3 separate regions of the Mus musculus genome follow, and all the other regions are linked to region 1. The links are chromatin contacts, called in public Hi-C maps. All regions are on one chromosome and are shown on one strand. Each heading gives the region's core, a stretch centred on a gene start, on an enhancer-like site or on the middle of the called end of the contact. The rest is flanking DNA. Distances are from core to core; before and after follow the strand shown.

The links. Hi-C and Micro-C count contacts between places; a contact is called where the count stands out from the background.
Region 2: a Hi-C map of the G1E-ER4 cell line shows a contact between it and region 1, with 4 times the contacts expected there. The contact joins two enhancer-like sites. A contact is called at or near these places in 11 of 39 promoter capture datasets (the 3T3-L1 cell line, 3T3-L1-derived adipocytes, the HPC-7 cell line and 7 more), 10 of 484 Hi-C or Micro-C datasets (the G1E-ER4 cell line, cortical neurons, embryonic fibroblasts and 6 more) and 2 of 115 datasets of contacts at active chromatin or transcription factors (astrocytes and pancreatic cancer cells).
Region 3: a Hi-C map of cerebral cortex shows a contact between it and region 1, with 4 times the contacts expected there. The contact joins two enhancer-like sites. A contact is called at or near these places in 1 of 39 promoter capture datasets (hippocampal neurons), 25 of 484 Hi-C or Micro-C datasets (brown adipocytes, cardiomyocytes, cerebellar granule neurons and 15 more), 1 of 115 datasets of contacts at active chromatin or transcription factors (astrocytes) and 1 of 9 other capture datasets (embryonic stem cells).

What each region holds. Positions count from the first base shown.
Region 1 is chr2:103,345,431-103,349,253 of GRCm38.p6, reverse strand. The region is part of intron 1 of A930006I01Rik (RIKEN cDNA A930006I01 gene); the gene reads left to right. Among named protein-coding and RNA genes, the nearest start is that of A930006I01Rik, 25 kb to the left of the region's middle. Within about 2 kb of position 1,708, at least 34 of the 459 cell types and tissues checked have an H3K27ac peak or open chromatin away from gene starts, as enhancers often do. A contact at or near this core is called in the G1E-ER4 cell line, cerebral cortex and pancreatic cancer cells, where this site is marked.
Region 2 is chr2:102,757,889-102,761,844 of GRCm38.p6, reverse strand. Slc1a2 (solute carrier family 1 (glial high affinity glutamate transporter), member 2) reads right to left here. Exons shown (of 11, transcript NM_001077514.4): 8 at 636-830. Among named protein-coding and RNA genes, the nearest start is that of Gm13872, 13 kb to the right of the region's middle. Within about 2 kb of position 1,469, at least 50 of the 459 cell types and tissues checked have an H3K27ac peak or open chromatin away from gene starts, as enhancers often do. A contact at or near this core is called in the G1E-ER4 cell line and pancreatic cancer cells, where this site is marked.
Region 3 is chr2:102,597,040-102,600,953 of GRCm38.p6, reverse strand. All of the region lies in intron 3 of Pamr1 (peptidase domain containing associated with muscle regeneration 1), which reads right to left. Among named protein-coding and RNA genes, the nearest start is that of Pamr1, 49 kb to the right of the region's middle. Within about 2 kb of position 1,608, at least 41 of the 459 cell types and tissues checked have an H3K27ac peak or open chromatin away from gene starts, as enhancers often do. A contact at or near this core is called in cerebral cortex, where this site is marked.

The sequences.
Region 1 (3,823 bases), core at 459-2,958:
ATATTCTAAATTTGCTACGGAGGCAGGCAAGCTTCTCAGAGGCTGGCCTTGGGTGGGATGGAAGAACTCAGGGATGAATCCAGTGTAGTGATTTGGAGTATGGGAGGAAGAGGGTAGAATTACCATTTACTGGGATGGGAAAACTTGTGAACCAGTTGGTCAGTCATGAGTTTGGGTGTGGACATGCCAACTGTCACGTTGCAGATGCTCAGGAGAAGCCGTTGTGAGCGTGGTGTATAGGGGGAGAGGTGGGCTGTGGGTCTCCATTTGGGAATCATCAGCCTAGAGATGGTACTTAGACGCTGAATTGTTTCTTCACAGAGGGAGGGTGGATGCAGAAGAGTAGAGCATGAGAGTACAGGTTTCAGGTCATGATGTTCAGAGGGTGGGGCATCAGGAGGACAGCTGGTATTTATAAACACTAGAACGAGAATATGAGAATCGATATCAGGACATTTACCAAAGCACTATCTGGTAGGGGGTGACAGAACAAGTCCACAGAAAGCTCTCCCAACGGTACAACAGATCCAGGCTGGTGGCCCCATCACCGCCAAGCAAGGGTGATGCTGTGCCCTGCTGTGCTGCTCTCTCAAAAAATGTGAGCGTTGTCTCTAAGCCAATTGTAAATGATGGCCAGGGTCATAGGGTTTTCTAACATGCTGGGCAGTCAGGCAAACAGCTGTAGGAGTGGTTGCAGGGAGACTGGGGGGCTGTAGGTGACAGGCAGGGATAACTCGGGGTGACAGACTCTCTAGCTGCTCCCCAGAAGCCATAGTTATGGGAGAAGCCATAGTTTCCTCAGAAGCACTTGGCACGTTGTCCGGACAGCAAGAGAAGCCAGTGCTGCCATTGATAGCTGTGTGACTTCAGGAAAATTGCTCAATGTCTCCCAAGCTCTATTTCCTCGTCGCTCATGACTAATAATTCCGTCCATGGGGGTATTTGTAAAGATTAAAGAATGTTAAGTACATTAATGCGTGTAGTGAACTGCAAAGCTATATGCAAATACAAGCGTTGGAACTAAGGAGGTCTGTGATTCCTGGCTCCATTTACACAAGAATGGATTGTCACACTTTGCATAAGTGATGGGTTTTCCTTTCTGAAGTTACTTCTTTGAGATCCCTAATCCTTACCATTGGGAGAAAGACTGGGGTTAGGAGAGAGGAGAAGGGTAACACAGGAGGTGAATGACCAAAGCACATTAATACATGTTTGAAAACATCTTAATGACACCCATTATTTTGTACAATGAGTTAGGCTGGTGGGGGGGAGACAAAATCGATATTTTAGAGAAAAAAAAAAGCTTCACAAACTGAAAGTGTCTTCCATTATTTGCTTTAGAGTTAAAGCATGAGCCACCATCCTTGGACTGGGAACACAAGAAAGACATTTCACTTCCCCCATCAATGATTTCTCTCTCCCTCCGGTTCCTTATCTGCCTCCTCCTTATCTCAGAAAAGCCTTTAGCCGGTTGCCAGGAGAGATGGCTGATCTTTCTCTTCTGCCTCCCGCAATGCTGATAAAAAGCAGGAGGGGGCACAAGGGATGGAAACAATTCTGGTCCTGCCAGCCTCAGTCCAAGGAGCATTTTAGGCCAGGGGATGGGGTTCCCCTGCTGGGGGCGGGGAGATCAGTAGGTCTGTGTGTTCCAGTCTCGACAGTCCAAAACCCTCTCTTGACATTGGGAAAGTCAGTGAGTTGGATTCAAGCTTTAGGGACTCTTTGGCTGCAGTCTGGTTACTTCTGCATGCAGCCACTAGATGGCAATGTCTTCCTAACCCTAAAGCAAGGTTTTGCTTTGGAAAAATGCCAAGTTTTAACACAGACAAACCACACACACACACACACACAGACACACAGACACACAGACACACAGACACACACAGACACACACACACACACACACACAGACACACAGACACACAGACACACACACACACACACACACACAGAGACACACACACACACACACACACACACACACACACACACACTTGTTCTCCCCTAAAGTGCAAAATAATATCCATATCAATAGGGAAGCAAAGAACGTTCTTTCTGAAAACTCTGGGTAAGTTAGTGATGCAGACAGACAGGGCACCTGCTGGAAGGAGGCATATTTGTGAGGACTGAGGTCTTCATTGAAGATGTCTTCAGTGGCTGCAGACAGTGTCATCAGGGAGCTATGGGAACTGTTGGGTATTAGGAAGCTGCAGAGGTCATGGAGATGTGCCCTAGATGGAAGGTTTGTGTGAAGAACCCTGCAAAACTCTGGCCCATGCCAAGTGCCGCCTGGCCTTGCAGAAGTTGGCCTTGCAGACACATGCCCAGGGCTGGCTGTTAAGACTGTCCTGGCAGAATCAAGGACCTCCTTTGCAGGCAAGGAATTCAGAGAGAGACAGTGCGATGGGAGCCTTCTCTTGTAGATGGGGAAACTGAGGTCAGAGCAAGGAAGGTCTCTGGAGTCTGTCTTCTTGCTAAGTTTCTTTGCATGTAAACAGCCCAATTGACTTTAAATGGCTTTTCCCAATGTCTCATGCTCTTTGATGAGCTAGCATAGCTTCTTAAGCTTCCTGGCTCCAGCTTGCCAAGCGCCAGTGTCTATGCAAACCCGGGCATGCTGCAGTGGTTGAGGTTCCAATAGCAGATGAATATGTTCAAAGCCATCCAGCAGCCAAGTGATCCGGTAGAGGAGAAAAGTCATTCCAAGTAATCGCTTATTAACTCGCCAAGCAATCTCACATCTCACCGTAGATGCTTTGCAGCTAATAATGATAATAATAAGTACTTATTTAGTGCTTCTTGTAGATCAGTCTCCATTTTAATCAGTTAGTATCATAGAGCCACATTATTCCAACAACACCATGAAATAGATCCTACTGCCATTTTTTTGAGTCAGGAGCTGTCTGTCTATACAGCTCAGGCTGTCCTGGAACACAGGAGAAATGCCCCCCCCCCCCCCCGCCTCAGTTTCCACAGTGCTTGGATTACCGATATCTGCTGACAAATTTGGTTCAGTTATTACTCTGTCTGTGTTACAGGTCCAATAGGGTAAATCAGAGAAGGTAAATAACTCGCCTACGGTTACACAGCTGGAAGGCACAGAGCCAACATCACACCCTGCTTTGCCTAACTCCAGAGCAGATCTTTTAGCATTCCTGCCATGAAGTTGCTTATGACACTTTCTCCCATGTGTAGGCTCTGACAGAGGCACTTGTCAGAGTTTCGGACCAGAGCACCAGTCAGCATCTTATCATTTTCCGATTGTGACATGGTGGCCCAGGGGTGGTGAGCAGGCTCAGGGCTTGGAGACTTGGTGGCTTCCAAGTCACACCTACAGGCTACTCAGAACGTGAACGTGTGGGACGAAAGAGTTGCTTGTAGACAGAGGCCAGCACCAACAGGCAAGACACTGCTGGATCTGTTTGGGGGCAAGCACAGGAGGAGTGGGTATCTCAGGGGACAAAAGGACAATAGCACAAAGAGGTAGTCTGTGTATAAAGGGCCACCCTGTTCTGGGGTCTGAGTGTCACCTTGATACAAAAGGACTTAGCATGTGGCAGTAAGGACTGACTACTCCATCTCCATCTTGTGGGAGACAGTGTCTCAAATGAAGAAATAGATGCCATGGGCTAGGCGTGTAACATGGTGGAAGGGTTCTTGCTTAGCATGTGTGAAGGTCTGGGGTCCCTTGGCACTAGAAACAAAAACAGAAACGAGGAACACAGAGGCCAGATTAAAAATGGGCTTCAAAAATCCAGGTTCCTGTTTTACCACAAAAGGCTATGACATTGAAGTGGAAGCATGTGAGATGCAGATGACTAGT
Region 2 (3,956 bases), core at 220-2,719, 590 kb after region 1:
ACAAAAAAGTATTCACTCAACTAATCTATGCTGTACTGAGGAATCTTTGTAGTTCACCATGTACCTTGGAATAGTGAAAGCAGCATGTTTTAAATATTAATTTGGCATGTCTAGGTGTTTATACAGTACATGTATAGGGACCAGAGGACAACTTAAGAGGTAGTTGTCTTTTTCCATTATGTAGGGCCTCAGGGTTAACGTCTGGTGGCAAGCACCTTTCATCCACTGAACTCTCTCACCTACAATATTTTAATAACAGACTAATTGGGCCCAGAATAAGTAAAAGTCACCACAGCTACAGCCATGCCATGCCAGCTCATGAGTAGCCTTGGATAAACCACAATACTTCCAACCTTGTGTGTTGGATAAGCATAGAAATAACTGTACGGCCAAATTTATAGGACTGTTAACAGTCAAACGGGATCTGGGCGCCAGTGGGCATGTGCAATACATACAGATGGGACAGACTCCCTTTCCTTCCTGCTACAACCTCCTCCCTTTGAAGTCTGTCAGTAATTCCTTCACTGTGTTCTCACTAGAGCTGAAACTCAAGGAGCTTCTGTCAAGTGAGGGTGGTATGGAGTGGGACTGGGGGAGCCGGATGTCTCTGTGTCCTCTGCATGCACGTCACTCACCTTACAGTCACAATCTGACCTCCATCCAAGATGACCCCATTCATTTGGGCTATGAAGATGGCTGCCACAGCCTCGTAAAGGGCTGTGCCATCCATGTTAATGGTTGCTCCGACTGGGAGGACGAATCTGGTCACACGCTTGTCAATCCCTAGATTATCTTCCAAGCAACGGAAGGTAACAGGCAAAGTTCCAGCACTAGGGGCGAGAGAAGAGGAGAGAGAGAGAGAGAGAGAGAGAGAGAGAGAGAGAGAGAGAGAGAGTTAGTTTTAGAGGCAGGACAAAGAACTAACCAGAATGACACAGCAAAAAAAAAATTAGCAGTAACTAGGAACAATTCTAATTTAGCTGCTGATAGGCAACACAATATTTAGTTGGTTCAGGATTCTCAGAGCTACTCAGTGCCTGCCAAGTCCTCTGTCCTTCAGTCCCTGTTTCCATCTTAGGGTAAATCTTGAAGCACTTCTGATTGTGCACATGAATTGGGCTGAGAAAAAATTATGTCAGCTGTCAACAGCAAAACATAATGAGGAACTTTTGAATGACCCATAGTTCCATGCCAGAAATGCTATTCCAACAAAATGACTGCATGGACCGCATCCAGCCCCTGGGACTCATCTTGAGTTGGGCTCACTAACTGGGAGAATGCTGGACAAACATGTTGGACACTCTTTAGCATGAACACAAGCTTTGAACAGTCCACTGGGGAGCCTGACATACAGTCAAACTCCCAGACACATGGCCACCAGCCAACCCCCAAGTCTCTGCCATGACAGGGCAGGAAATCATGTGATCTGTAGCTAAAGGTGGTGTGGAGTGACTTCACTCTCAGGCGTCCCAGGCATCAGATGGTGATCCACCCACATGGCCCGCCCTTAGAGGCTGGAACATTTGACATGTTCCTACATCTAAAATAGGACACCTAAGAGAACAAGGCTTCCTCATGTCCAGACCATTGCATCCTTTTAGACAATAGTGCAGAAGAGATTAGAGTTTAAAGAATGTTTAAATCAAGCAAAGGAACCAAACAGCACTGGTTGCTTTATAGTTTGTCTTGCTTTCATTATTTTTATCCAGTTCAGACAGCATTTGGAGGTATTTTCAAGCCCTGGTCATAGTTACTCCCTCACACTAGTTATACATGGGGTGTCAACAAGACTGGTCACATTCTGAAGGGTCTCAGTTTCTCAGAGTGGGAGAAAAAGATGAGCTTAGAACTGTGCTGATTCCAAGGCCTACTCAGGACCAATAAATCTGGAAGCTAAAAAATAAGAGACACCCAAGTCCACATCTTAAACTGACCAAGGAGTCAACTTACCAGACAGAAAGAACATCTTTTGTGATTACAGTCAGGGCTCTGTAATACCTACTGTTGGTCTTATGGTAGGAGAAGTCAATTGAATAGGTGGTATGTGTGTTGGGTTGGGGGGGGGGTTGTTTACAAAAGCCTTATTAACCCAAGTAAAAAGTGAGGATTTGTTCTCATTTGCATGCAGGAGATACCGTGGTTCTGGCTTGCTGCCTCCGCTGTTTCTATTAGAAACCGGTGTCCTTGTGTTCCCCTCAATTCCTCTCCCCACTTCCTGGGACTGTTTCAGAGGGTTTCCTAGATACCACAACTGATCTAAGATGGTTACCTAGTCAATGTTGGTGGCTGGGATCCTCAAGCATATTGTTCAACGCTTACTCCCTGGATCACTAAAATGTATTAATTTTTCTTGTTGCGTCTACTTTTCCAAAATATCATCAAAGGGTCTTTGGCCACAGAGACTGGAGAAATGATTTGTGAAGCATGGAGACAGTCCCCATTCTTCTACTGAGCGGGTTTTATGGTTATGTCCTCCAAATCCACATAGACTCAACTGGCCCAGACTAGTCCTTGAGCACATTAGGGCTTTCCTGTGCTGACAGGATGACACTCTGGCATTGCTTTTTGGCTCCCATCTGAGAGGCCCAATGATGTTGCTAATAATAATGTCCAATATTGAGATTCTTCCTATGACATGATACACCCCCCAGCATGCTCTGAAGCCAGAAATTTGGAACACACTCCTCTCTGATGCCTGTCTCCATATTCATCAAAGAGCCAGTCAGTCACCCTCAGTGTTGCTATTGTTATGACGGCCCTGTTTGGAACCTTTGTGATGTAAAGTTTAAGTGGATACCGGCTATTTGGCCATCCTTGGGGCTCTTAAGCCTTGACTCTGTTTCTAGTCCCACCTCTGCTCCTTGATTGTCACCATGAGAAGCAAAGATCATGAGCTCCCACTGCTGTGGAAAGACTTGTTCATGTTTTCTCTCTTTCTCTCCACAGGAAGAGTAGAGAGGAAGTTGTCTTGTCTTTTAAAATTACCAGGATAACTGGCTATTCAAAAGAAAAACAATAATAATTTTTGAAATAATTTAAGGACAAATTCATGAAAGCATTATGTTATAATTGTGGATAGAAAAAATATTTGAGCAGAACTGAGTTTCTAAATTTAAAAAAAAAGTATTCACAGCTTTTAATATAATACAAATAAAATACTTTCAGTGCCAAAAGTTAGTATTTATTTCCAAGGCAGATGTCTAGGAGGGAGGTTTCTTATCTGTAGCATGTGATGTAAGAGTTAATAATTCATATGCATAATGTGAGCTTGAAAACCACCCAGGAAAGGATGAGTACCCACAAAGAAAATCGAGCTAGCTCACACATGACTCAAGAGGCAAGGAATGGGGAGGAAAAGGCAGTAAGAAATAAAAAGATGTTTTCCCCCATCTGTAATCAAATACATGCAAATTTGCTGAGTAGTTTTCCCACCAATAAGATTGGAATGCATCAAAGCAACACAGATGTGGAATACCCAGCTCTGGTGAGTGGATGGGGAAGGACACTCAAACACAGTTGGTGGGAAAATTACATTCTGGACTTGCTGAAGTGTTAATCGGCAGTGCACGTCAAAAGAGCCAGTGAGCACTTCTTGACTCAGAAAGTCCAGGTCTAGAATGCATCCTGAGGTGATCATCAGAGACCCTGGCAGAGATATTTGTGAGAGTCCTGTTTAACCAACATGTTTTAGATTTACACCTCTGGGCATGTACAGCATAATTATTATTTCATTTTATTTACATGTTTGAATGTTTGGTCTACATGTATGTATGTGTATGCCTGATACCCATGGAAGCCAAAAGAGGGTGTTGGATCTTCGTGGGTTGGAGGTACAGGTGGTTGTGAGCTGCCATTCAAGTACTGGGAACCGAACTCAAGTCCTTTGCAAGAGCAGCAAGTGCTCTTAACTGCTAAGCCATTTCTCCAGACTTTCATGTCCTGTATATTATAATGAA
Region 3 (3,914 bases), core at 359-2,858, 750 kb after region 1:
TGCAGCACATGGTTGGCTGTTTGAGGAACTTTAATTATTTTATATTTAATTTTAATTTTATTTTTATGATGCAGCTGTCTTTGTCATCCACGCTCCTATAAATAATTCCACATATGCGCTCCTCCTGTAAGTAACCCAAGCACACTCGCTGACCCATCCATGCCCTCTCTGGAGTGGACAGACATTTGTTCACATTTCCCCAAGGAAAGTCACACAACACAGTGACACCCACAGCCTTGCCTTGTTGACTGTGTGACGTCACCTCTTAATCCTAACCATCTGCCTGCCCATTCTGCTCCAGCCACACCAACCTTCCTAATGCCAGGCCTTGAGCTTGCTTCAAGTTCAACCTAAGAAGCTCATGGTCTCCCTTCCTCTGCCAATTAGCCTCAGCTACCACTTATTCAAAAAGCCCTTCTCCATCTATCCATAAAAATGCCTGCCCCCTACGTACCTATTTTGGTAGAGCTGGGGCCTTTATTAGCTTGCACAGTACCTAGCTAGAATAGTACCTGAGATGTTTCTAGGGAGGGAGGAAGGGAGGGAGAGAGGGAGGGAGAGAGGGAGGAAGGGAAGGAGGGAGGGAGAGAGGGAGGGAGGGAGGCAGGGAGGCAGGGAGGGAGGGAGGGAGGGAGGATGGATTATGCTGCTATGAGTCAGAGTCTGGCTTAAAGCTATATCAGGCTTACTTCATTTAACTCTCATGATAAACCTGGGAAATAATATTCATCTTCCCATTGTCTAGGTGTTGAATACTAAGGATAAGAGGGTAGGGCTCTCAAGCTCTGATGGCCAACAGAGGACCTTGCAAGGTTCTGGGTAGGGACAGAAATGTCAAAGTCCTTTGAGGCTCGGCTTTAGCCTCACTAGCTGTGCAGGTTTGGGCACGTTACTTCACCTCTCCGAACCTCAGTCAACCTCTGTCCCATGTGAATAAAACCGTACTTAAGCCCTGTGATTTGTGAGGTTTCAAACAGATAATGCATGGAAGTGGTAACAGAAAAATCCGTGAAAATCAGCGGTTGCTACTGGGTGGCAGTGCAGGGATTTGAATGTGGATCTGTCTAGTTCGTCTTGAATGAGACATTGTTCTCCCTTAGGGACTTTCTGATCTAAGTCTCTCCCACTGCATCAGGAAGCAGAAAGACCTTTCCTCCTCTTCCAGAGTACCACACGCGAAGTGTCTCCCACCGGAAGCACACATTCGTTCTGCACACCTCACTCTTTCTCTCGCCCACATCTGCCCATCTGTTGCAAGGCTAAGGAAGTGCTACGTGCTACCCTGGGTGTGAGAGACAAAAAAAGAAACATCCCTGCACAGCCTCAGCCCCCTGGAGCCTGGCAGCTTTCTAGCCTGCAAGGTGTTAAGTCCCAGCTCCCCTACAAATCTCCTGCTGGGAGCCCCAAGTTAGAAGCAGCTTGAAAGCTGCCAGCCTGCTTCCAGTTGCATCCTTTCCTCCTTGTGGAAGATGGAATCAGACAGCCTGTCTCTGTGGGCCCCCTCCCCCTCCATCCTGGTCTCCTTGGTGAAGCTAGGACTGCTCCAGGGTTTCATGCAGACTCCAGAGGGCTTGGAGACCCCAGCCCCACCCTGGGGTAGGCTGGACCACTTATGCCTGCCCTAGAGCTGTCCTCCAGAGGTAGCCAGAATTGCAAAGCATATGCAGGGCTAGGCTCTTCAGCCTGCTGTTCCCTCTCACTCTGAAGGGGAGGGACTATTTGACTCCAAGAGGAGGACATTTCCAGCCAACCAAGGACAAAGAGGCCACTTTCTGAAAATGTGCTTGGAGAAGGGGCACTGGGCAGAAAAGAAAAGAAGGGACCCTACTCTCCCTTCCCCCCATAGGGGCTCCATCTGCTCCCTTCCCACTTTTGCCTCTCCTCTGGAGTTGGCTGATCTGGGTTCAGAGACAAACTAATGCACCTCTCTGCCCAGGACAGAACAGTGAATAGAGCCGGAGTCCCTGCCAAGGAAGTGCCACTGGCCAACCAGGCAGGTGGTCCTGAGTTAAAAGACCAGAGCAGGCTCAGGGCCCAGAAGACGTGCTTGGGTTTCCCTAATGATGTCTTCCTGTACATAATCATGCTCGAGCGTGTGTGCTTGTGTGTGTGCGTGTGCGTGTACGTGTACATGTGTGTTTGTTTCTGTCTCTCTGTGTCTCTCTGTCTCTGTCTCTCTCTGTCCCTCTGTCTCTCTGTGTGTGTGTGCGTGTCTGTTTCTGTCTCTCTGTGTCTCTCTGTCTCTGTCTCTGTCTCTCTCTGTCCCTCTGTCTGTGTGTGTGTGTGTGTCTGTTTCTGTCTCTCTGTGTCTCTCTGTCTCTGTCTCTCTCTGTCCCTCTGTCTGTGTGTGTGTGTGTGTGTGTGTCCAGACCATCCCCCAAGTCTTCCAAACCCTGGACTCACCCCTATTCTTTTACAGTCTAACATGAACAGAATAGGTAGACAGACCTTGCTTCCATTTACAGAATTAAAACTAAGTCTTCCTTAATTTCCAAACTAGTGACTGACTTTGGAAGATTCTACACAGAAACAAACACCTCCAACGTTCACAAGAGTCTCATCGTCTCCAGTGCTAAGAGATGGTGTGGCAAGAGAGACACACACACTTCTGAGAAGTGGTTTGATTTGGGTTTTCTTTCATCTTCCCTCTTAGGGAACAAAAAGGATTCAAAGAAACTGTTTAGACAGAGACGCATTGGTCCTATCTTCCCCCTTTCAAAGATGACTGCAGAGGCAGGGCTCAGTACATGAAAACAGCTTGAACTAGGAGAGTTCACTATTGTCTGAGCCAGGGTTCCTCATGGACGGAGATGAGAATAGGAGTGCTTGTCATCATGGCTTCTATTGTTTTCTTGTCTGAAGGATTTATCTATTTTGAGACAGAATCTCATGTAGTCCATTCTGCCTATTTTTTAACATTTTGGCTAAGGCTGAGGCCGGCCTTGCACCTCTAACCCTTCTGTTTCTACCTGCTAAGTGAGGGCATTTCACAGATACACCTCAATGCCTATTTTATATGTGTTCCTGGCAATCAAGCCTAGGTCCACTTTTGCTGGGAACTCTACCAATAGAGTTCTAACTCCAGCCCTAGTTTCCAGCATTGTACCTGTTTTCTAAAGATGCTCTGCAAATGGCAATCATTTCATTCTTTCTATGGCATCCTGTGTGGATCAGAGACACTATCTTAGCATAAAATTCCCAGGGAAGCTCAGGTTCTGCCCTATATTCCAGATCCTATAAGAGCCAAATGATGATGACACTGGCTATAACCAGCAGACCCAGCAGGTACACAGGTGGCAGAGACAAGGCCTATTGGTGGCATACTAATTTGCTAGCACACTAGATCAGGGGCAGAAAAAAGCCTGAAACCTCTGTGTGACTCCAGTTATCCCACTGTCACCTTCTGGGTCCTTAGATGGACCCTCAGAGCCATGACCTCAGCTGCCTCTGTTATATGGGAGGAGTTCATTGGAAAAGATGCCATTGGCTCTGCATTCATATATTAGTCCAGCCACTTAGAGCTAAGTAACAAGCCCTCCTCTACTCCATTCCTTCCTTGACCTGGATACATTAGTGTTCTTATCTATAAAATGGCTCTGATGAGAACTGAATTGGAGTCTAAATGAGATTGCTTGAATGTATTTAGAGCAATGCTTAGTTCACAGTAAGTGACAAGAGAAGGCTTTGAGTTGATTGGGACTCTCGTCTTTATCAGGAACACTAGAAGTCCAGTAGTGACTTTCCAAGCTATGATTTGGCCTAAAACCCCAGTCAGCCTGACACTTTATGAAGACAGCTGATTGAATTATCTCTGTGCTTCATAGTACAGCTTTGCAAGGGCAGGAACATTGCCTTGCTCACCTCTTTATAAGTATCAAGCTTGTGCGCCATGAATTGTTAACCAAATGGGTGAG